2 separate regions of the Mus musculus genome follow, and region 2 is linked to region 1. The links are chromatin contacts, called in public HiChIP or PLAC-seq maps. All regions are on one chromosome and are shown on one strand. The core of a region is the stretch at or near the end of the contact, and the rest is flanking DNA. Distances in the headings are between cores, read along the strand shown. Region 1 overlaps Fndc3a (fibronectin type III domain containing 3A). Region 2 has its middle 15 kb from the start of Gm35218.

What was found. HiChIP or PLAC-seq counts read pairs in DNA pulled down with a chosen protein or histone mark.
Region 2: a contact with region 1 is called in an H3K4me3 HiChIP or PLAC-seq map of bone marrow-derived macrophages, with 3 times the contacts expected there. The contact joins two enhancer-like sites. A contact is called at or near these places in 1 of 15 datasets of contacts at CTCF or cohesin (CD8 T cells) and 2 of 115 datasets of contacts at active chromatin or transcription factors (CD8 T cells and bone marrow-derived macrophages).

Annotation. Positions count from the first base shown.
Region 1 is chr14:72,683,084-72,686,369 of GRCm38.p6, forward strand. It overlaps Fndc3a (fibronectin type III domain containing 3A), which reads right to left. Exons shown (of 26, transcript NM_207636.2): 2 at 551-688. The coding sequence starts at 649. Among named protein-coding and RNA genes, the nearest start is that of Fndc3a, 25 kb to the right of the region's middle. Within about 2 kb of position 1,953, at least 34 of the 459 cell types and tissues checked have an H3K27ac peak or open chromatin away from gene starts, as enhancers often do. A contact at or near this core is called in bone marrow-derived macrophages, where this site is marked.
Region 2 is chr14:72,820,470-72,823,793 of GRCm38.p6, forward strand. No RefSeq gene overlaps it. Among named protein-coding and RNA genes, the nearest start is that of Gm35218, 15 kb to the left of the region's middle. Within about 2 kb of position 1,577, at least 66 of the 459 cell types and tissues checked have an H3K27ac peak or open chromatin away from gene starts, as enhancers often do. A contact at or near this core is called in bone marrow-derived macrophages, where this site is marked.

The DNA.
Region 1 (3,286 bases), core at 703-3,202:
AACCAGGGCAACAGAATACAGTTATTAACAGGCAACCAGGGCAACAGAATACAGTTATTAACAGGCAACCAGGGCAACAGAATACAGTTATTAACAGGCAACCAGGGCAACAGAATACAGTTATTACCAGGCAACCAGGGCAACAGAATACAGTTATTACCAGGCAACCAGGGCAATATGCTGTGGTTAACTCATTAATAGATTCATATTGAAGTCAGTGACTGGCCTCAGGCAACATATGTTAACAAAAATCTATCAGGGACTCATGAAAGTACATAAGTATCTGCCACAGCTGTGATTAGTGTGGGGGAAAATAAAACCTTACAGGACTTCCATCTGACCCTGAAAAGCAAGTCAGCAAAAAGAAGGTGAAGCTTAAGAAGGTGTGTGAGCACATATGAAAACAAAAACCAAGACAAAACTTTCCTAGGGGAAAGCAAAAACAAAAGCCTACTTCTACTGGTTATTCAATAGCAAAGACAGCAGCCCTTTAGGCTAAAAAATCCACAATGACAAAGACATGAGGTAAAACATATTTCTGTTTCCTTACCTGTTGTGTTCCATCTGCACTTACAATAGGGGCAGACAGAAGAGAGATGTCGCTACTTAAAATCTGAGCTGTGTCTAGCAAAGGCGGGTGTTCTGCCATTATCAATAAGGCATCAATATACCGGAAAGCCCTCCAACTCTGCAAAACAAAAAGACATAACCACTGAAGTATACATCCAGAAAATACATTAAAATACAATCAGGAATTGCCTCACTAACAAACAAACTGTCCAAGGAAGACCAAAAAGATCACCTGACTTCTTTTTCAATCAACTACTTGGGAAAATGTATTTCATACAACCCAACCAAGGTAACTATTAGTTATCCTCAACCTAACGCTAATACCAGAAGCTCTATTTACACTTTCTGCATCTCCATCCTTCCATTCCTAGATAGGGAATTTAATTTACTCATCACTATTCAATCTACATCCTGAAAGACATCAAGCTGCAATGGCTGAATGAGGTAACCGTACCTCTGACACTTTTCTTTGAGCTGACAAGGTAAAATTACAAAGGCTCAATCTCCCTCATCGTCCTGTTTGCCTTGAGGCACTATACAAAAAGAATCATGATTTTCTACTGAATCCTCACACAAAGTAACACAGTTTAAGGGGGAGGGGGGAGTTGTTCAGGATCAGGGCAAGAGCCTTCAAATTTTAAGTTTTAAGCTCTTCCAGTATCCATTCATCTGCTCTGAGAACAACTGTACAGCACAATGAATCTTATGTGAATGAAAGGGTGTACTAGCACTCATACGGCAAGGTGGGATGGTAGGATTAGTTTATACTGCATGAACCAATAAACATCAGCAAACTGAGCAAAATGACCACAGTCACACGTGCTACTAAGTCGACGCTGAGCTTTATGGAGTCATTTCTGGATGCCTGTCACATTCACCAAGTCAGTGCTAAGGGACAAGACATTCAATTTTCAAAGATGAAATTCACACTATTTTAAAATGTTGAATCTGCATAGAAACTCCCATAGAAGTTGACTCAACTTGACAACAATTTTCTGTTTAGCTGTATTAGAAAGTGCTGAGACTCTTAAAATGCATTCAACACAGGTACTTATTGATGATTTCACACTAAAAATGGCAATAGAGAACACTGTATATGATTAGCTGACTCATGGAAAGGCACACCACTTAGACAGTGTTTATACTACATACACATGCATATGAACACATTAACTTCTGCCATAATGTACATTACTAAACTATTAAAAGACTGACAAAACGTAATACTGTGAATCACATCAAATAATTTCTCTGTGGAATTTACAAAGAATTTTAAGGCGGCAAAGAATCTTTATGTTATTTTGACTCTTGCAAATCTCACAATTTTATTATGTAAGAGCAGACACTTTCAGGAAGTAAACTCCCAATTAAAGAGAGTGTGTAAGTACTTCATTTTTGTTCCCCGCTTCCTCTTTCTTTTTCTTCCTTCACCCCTCCCTCCCCCTTCTCCTTGTTATAATAGCAATGAACTTGTATTTCATTAACAGACAGCCTCTCGGTGTCATGCAGGTAGACTCCAACCCTCCTCTGCTATGGTCCCCTGGGTCCACAAGGCCACAAGCTCCTCCTCCTCCTCACTGCACTCATTTCTCTTCTCTTTTTCCTTTTTGTGTGTGTGTGGACTGAGGACTGAGTTACACCACAGACAACTGAAGGAATTCAAAGTACCAATAAACAAAATATTCTCAAAATCATATATTGGTTTGGAAAATTAATTTGAACTTGGAATGGCATATGACTGGGTGGGCACCCTTAGGAGGAGAAAACCTGTCTAAGACTGACTATGTCAAGTGGCATTGAAACTAACAAAATAGCAATCAGTAACTAACAAAGTCCTACAATCATTTTGAAAAAACTCTTCTAGAATCTATCAAAGTTTGTTTCTCATGCTAGGGTTTGAAGCCAGGCCAAGTGAGGCAGGCACTACCACTTAGATCCACAGTCCTATCTACCAAAGCTGGGCACATACATGTAGTGGATGCTGTTTATGCTCTGACCACAAAGACTCACAACAGATGCCCAAAAGTAATGCATGCACTTATTGAAATATAAGTGGACCAACACACATGTAAGTATATGAGTTTGTAGCAACTTGATTTAATAGTCCTTTAAAACCAGAGACAACCTAATGCCCCTTAGAAATCAACCAATCTATTCAATAACTATATAAACCAAAGAAAATAATAAACTGTCAATTCAGAGAACAGGGAGTAAAATTTCTCAAATACAATGTGAGTGAAAAACAAAGAGAATACATACTGTTCAACTTTGAAGAAAGCTCAAACACAATTTATTGTTAAATCAACACACTGGTTGCCTCTGGGGAGTTAAAGATGGGGGCAGGTAACAGTTTCTGGGATGCTGACTCTGCTCTGTGACTTGACCCAGGAGCTGTTAAATGGACCACAACTACTAAATTGTAAACACTACATGTTCATCTTTCATGTACTGTTCTGTACATTTTTTCAATACAATAATCTTTGAAAGTTAAAGACCACATCATCTCAAACTGTCTAGTAAAACCATTCAATAAATTCAATACTCATTCATGAAAAAGATAAAAACTGAAAGCAAAAAAAATAAAGACTATATATAAAAAACCACAGGGAAGATTATATGTAATAACTAAGCCTGGAAGTTTTTCTTCAAGATCAGGAAAAGACAAGAATGCCCATTTCTATAAATACTTATTTCAAATATTTCCCTTATTATATTG
Region 2 (3,324 bases), core at 327-2,826, 140 kb after region 1:
TAACTAAAGTCAGGAGCTCCCTAGGGGATGAGGCTATCCTAAGATAACCACGCTTGAAAGCATCACCCCACCACGATCTGTACGTCTTCCCTTGGGTTATCCTTATTCAAAACAGAAACTTGAAAACTGAATTTCCATGATGCTCCAAAATGCCTGCTATGGGGGTCTAGGGCCACTGTGCCCTTCACCCTACTTAAACACAAGATCTGTACGCAGTTTATCATTTAAAGCACAGGCCTCATTTTGCCTTAGTCATTTTAGACTTAATGTAATAGAGGTTTATTTTATGTTCACATAATAGCATTAGTGCAGTTGTATGTCAAATAGGGGCAGTGGTAGGAATACATGTGTATGTTGTTCAGGGATTCAGTCTAATGGTGGCACTGCCATTTTTAATATCAAGCTTGCAAGGCTGCTCCTGAATGTTGACATCCAGGAAGCAGAGGAATAAAGTGCATGGATTGTTATGGAGCCTCGGGCTGGTGAACTAAAACTTCCTTTGGCTAAGGTTTAATCATACAGGCACAACAAATTACAAAGGGTGCCTGTGAAGGTGGGTGGATAGAAATACAGACCTTGGCTCGGCACTCACTTTTCAGTGACAACTCTTTGCTAAAATGGGGGAAAGCACAAGAAACCAGGGAGATAGCTTAGTGGGTAGAAGTTGTTGAAAGCATCAGGACTTGAGTTCAAATCCCTATTGCCTACATAAAAAGGGGGGGCATGGTTGGGTATGCTGTAACACCATGCTTGGGAGGTGAGGACAGGCAGATCCTCTGGCCAGCCTCAATAAAATAATAATAAGCTTCAGGTTCAGTGAGCAACCCTGCCTCAAAAAACAAGATGGAGTACAAAAGAAGAAACCCCAGTGTCCACACAGGGCCGGCCACACAGGGGCATGCGCACTCTCACACACATATCATATGCACGTATGCTACACCCAAACACCCTATACACACACACTCCCTGTTAAAGAAAGGGGAAGCTAAACATCTATGTCCTGAGTGGAAATCTTCAAATGTATGCTTTCTCATCAAATCAAATGTAACGTTTCCTCTCCATGCTGGATTGCTGGCCTTCCCCTTTGAAGATTGCTAGCACTCCCCTCAGCCACGCATCTTCTAGCTTTCCTTTCTTCTAATCTCTCTGAGAAGAGTCATTAACCTCTCTTGAATACAGTAAGAAATAAAGGTCTGTGCAAGCATTGCAGGAGTCCAGGTGTGCTACCGAGGCAAGTGAACACGTTTCGTAAAATCTATTTTTGTTGTTCTGACGCTTCCTGATCACTTCCTGTTTCTTTTCTTTCTTTCTTTTTTTTTTCTGTTCTGAGAGATGCATCTGGAGAACTCTGTTGTTTTAACTACGAAGCCTCATTTCAGCAAACCTGAGCTGATCTCAAGGCATACAGCAAGGGCCTCGTAACAAAACCTTAACTTTTCCACAACTCCAATTTCCCGAAGGAGCATCCGTATGTACACAGCACCTTTGTGTGTGTGGCCCGTTTTATTCATCTTAGCTCACTTACAGAGATGAATTTAGAAGACAGCCACTCTCTCTCCTGCTCCCCTTCATCTTTCCTGTGTGTATCTAGAACCAGGAAATGAGAGAATGAATCTTAGTGGAGTCCTGCTTGGTTTCATATCTGGTCGAGTTTTCAGTCAAGGGAACAAAAGAAACAAACCTTCTGGGAGACAAAGATCGGTCTTTGTTTTAGTTGTTATTTAAAGGCCTTTAATAATCAGCATGATGAAATTTTCTAGCTAGTGTTATTTGTTTATACATAAAATTTCCTCAGAGTTGAGACACAATTTAATACCAGGAAAACAAACAGTAAAGCCCTGTCCTGCCGGGTCCTGTGAGTTTGAGTGTGTATGTTAGCTGCCTACACATTGCACTGCCTGTGACTTCAAAGGGTTCAGATGACAGGAAGGGAAAGACTCGTGTTCTCTATCAGGTATTCTTAGAAATGCCAACTCATTTTTCTAGAGTATATATAGCACAAGTTAACAAGAAAATGAATCACTTCCAGGACTGTGTGGGGACTGTGACATTGTAGTAACACAGCTTACTTAAGAAATTCGAAAACAACATCCTGAGTTATTAAAGCTATGAGTAGATTACTGAAGGGAGACCACAAAGCAGGCTCAGCCTCAACTGAGTTGAGAGCTGTCAACAAAATTCACTGGACTTTGTTAAGCATAGTGGTTACTGTGTCTAATGGTAATTTTAGGTTATTAAAAGTGGGGATGGGCTAGGGTGGGGATACTCATTGCCACATGTGATTCTGTTTTGTCATGGTCTGTCATGAGTTTCTAAACTTCTGGTAAGTATCAAGCCTGGCCTAATACTCTCAAAGAGAATCAGAGCTGGGTACTGGTCAATTTGGTTACAAAAATCTATTCAACAAACCCTTTGATCTACATTGCTATTGCCTGCAAAACATGCTAGAGCAAAAGTGACCCCAAGTTTTGGGGAATAACCAACCTATGTATTATTTGACTTAAGGACAATTCCACAAGGTGTAACCTATAAAACACACATACACACAGGACCTGGTGCTGACTCATGTAGCAGTGTAGACACTACTTGGATGAACAAGTACAGAGACTACATAGCTCAGAAACCTTGGGTAAAAAAATCACATATATTTGTGTGTGTGTGTGTGTGTGTGTGTGTTAATTAGTGATAAAATGACTCCTGATGATATTCTGTTATAGTCATAGATCAATGTTTTCGTTCAGGTGTCATCACAGAAGCTTCCTTCTAGAACAGATGGGAACAAATACCAAAGACCTACAGCCAGACATTACACACAGAGACCTTGGAACATTCTGCAGTACAAGGGTTGTCTCTATCAAATCCCTCCCCTCAGAACTCTGGGAACCCTGTAGTAGAGGAGGAAGAAAAGAGGAGGAGGAACGAGTGTAGGAGCCAGAGGGGATGGAGGACCCCAGGAGAACAAGGCCCTCTGAATCAACTGAGCAAAGTCTCTATGAACTCACAGAGGCTGAAACAGCAAGCGCAGGGCCTACACAGGTCTGCACCAGATCCTCTGTGTGTATATTATGGCTTTCAGTTTAGTGTTTTGGGGTCTCCTGGGTGTGTGAAAGAATGCATCTCTGATTCTTGTGCCTTCTCTTGGACTCTTTTCCTCCCGTTAGGTTTTGTTGTTGAACTTCCATATGATGGTCTTTGTTTTATCTGATATTTTATTTTGTTCGGTTTTGTTGTTATCTTTTAGAAGCCTGTTCTTTTCTAAATGAGGGACAGAAAGAGAGTGATATAGATGGGAGAGGATGTGGGAGAGGGGAAACCATAAGCATG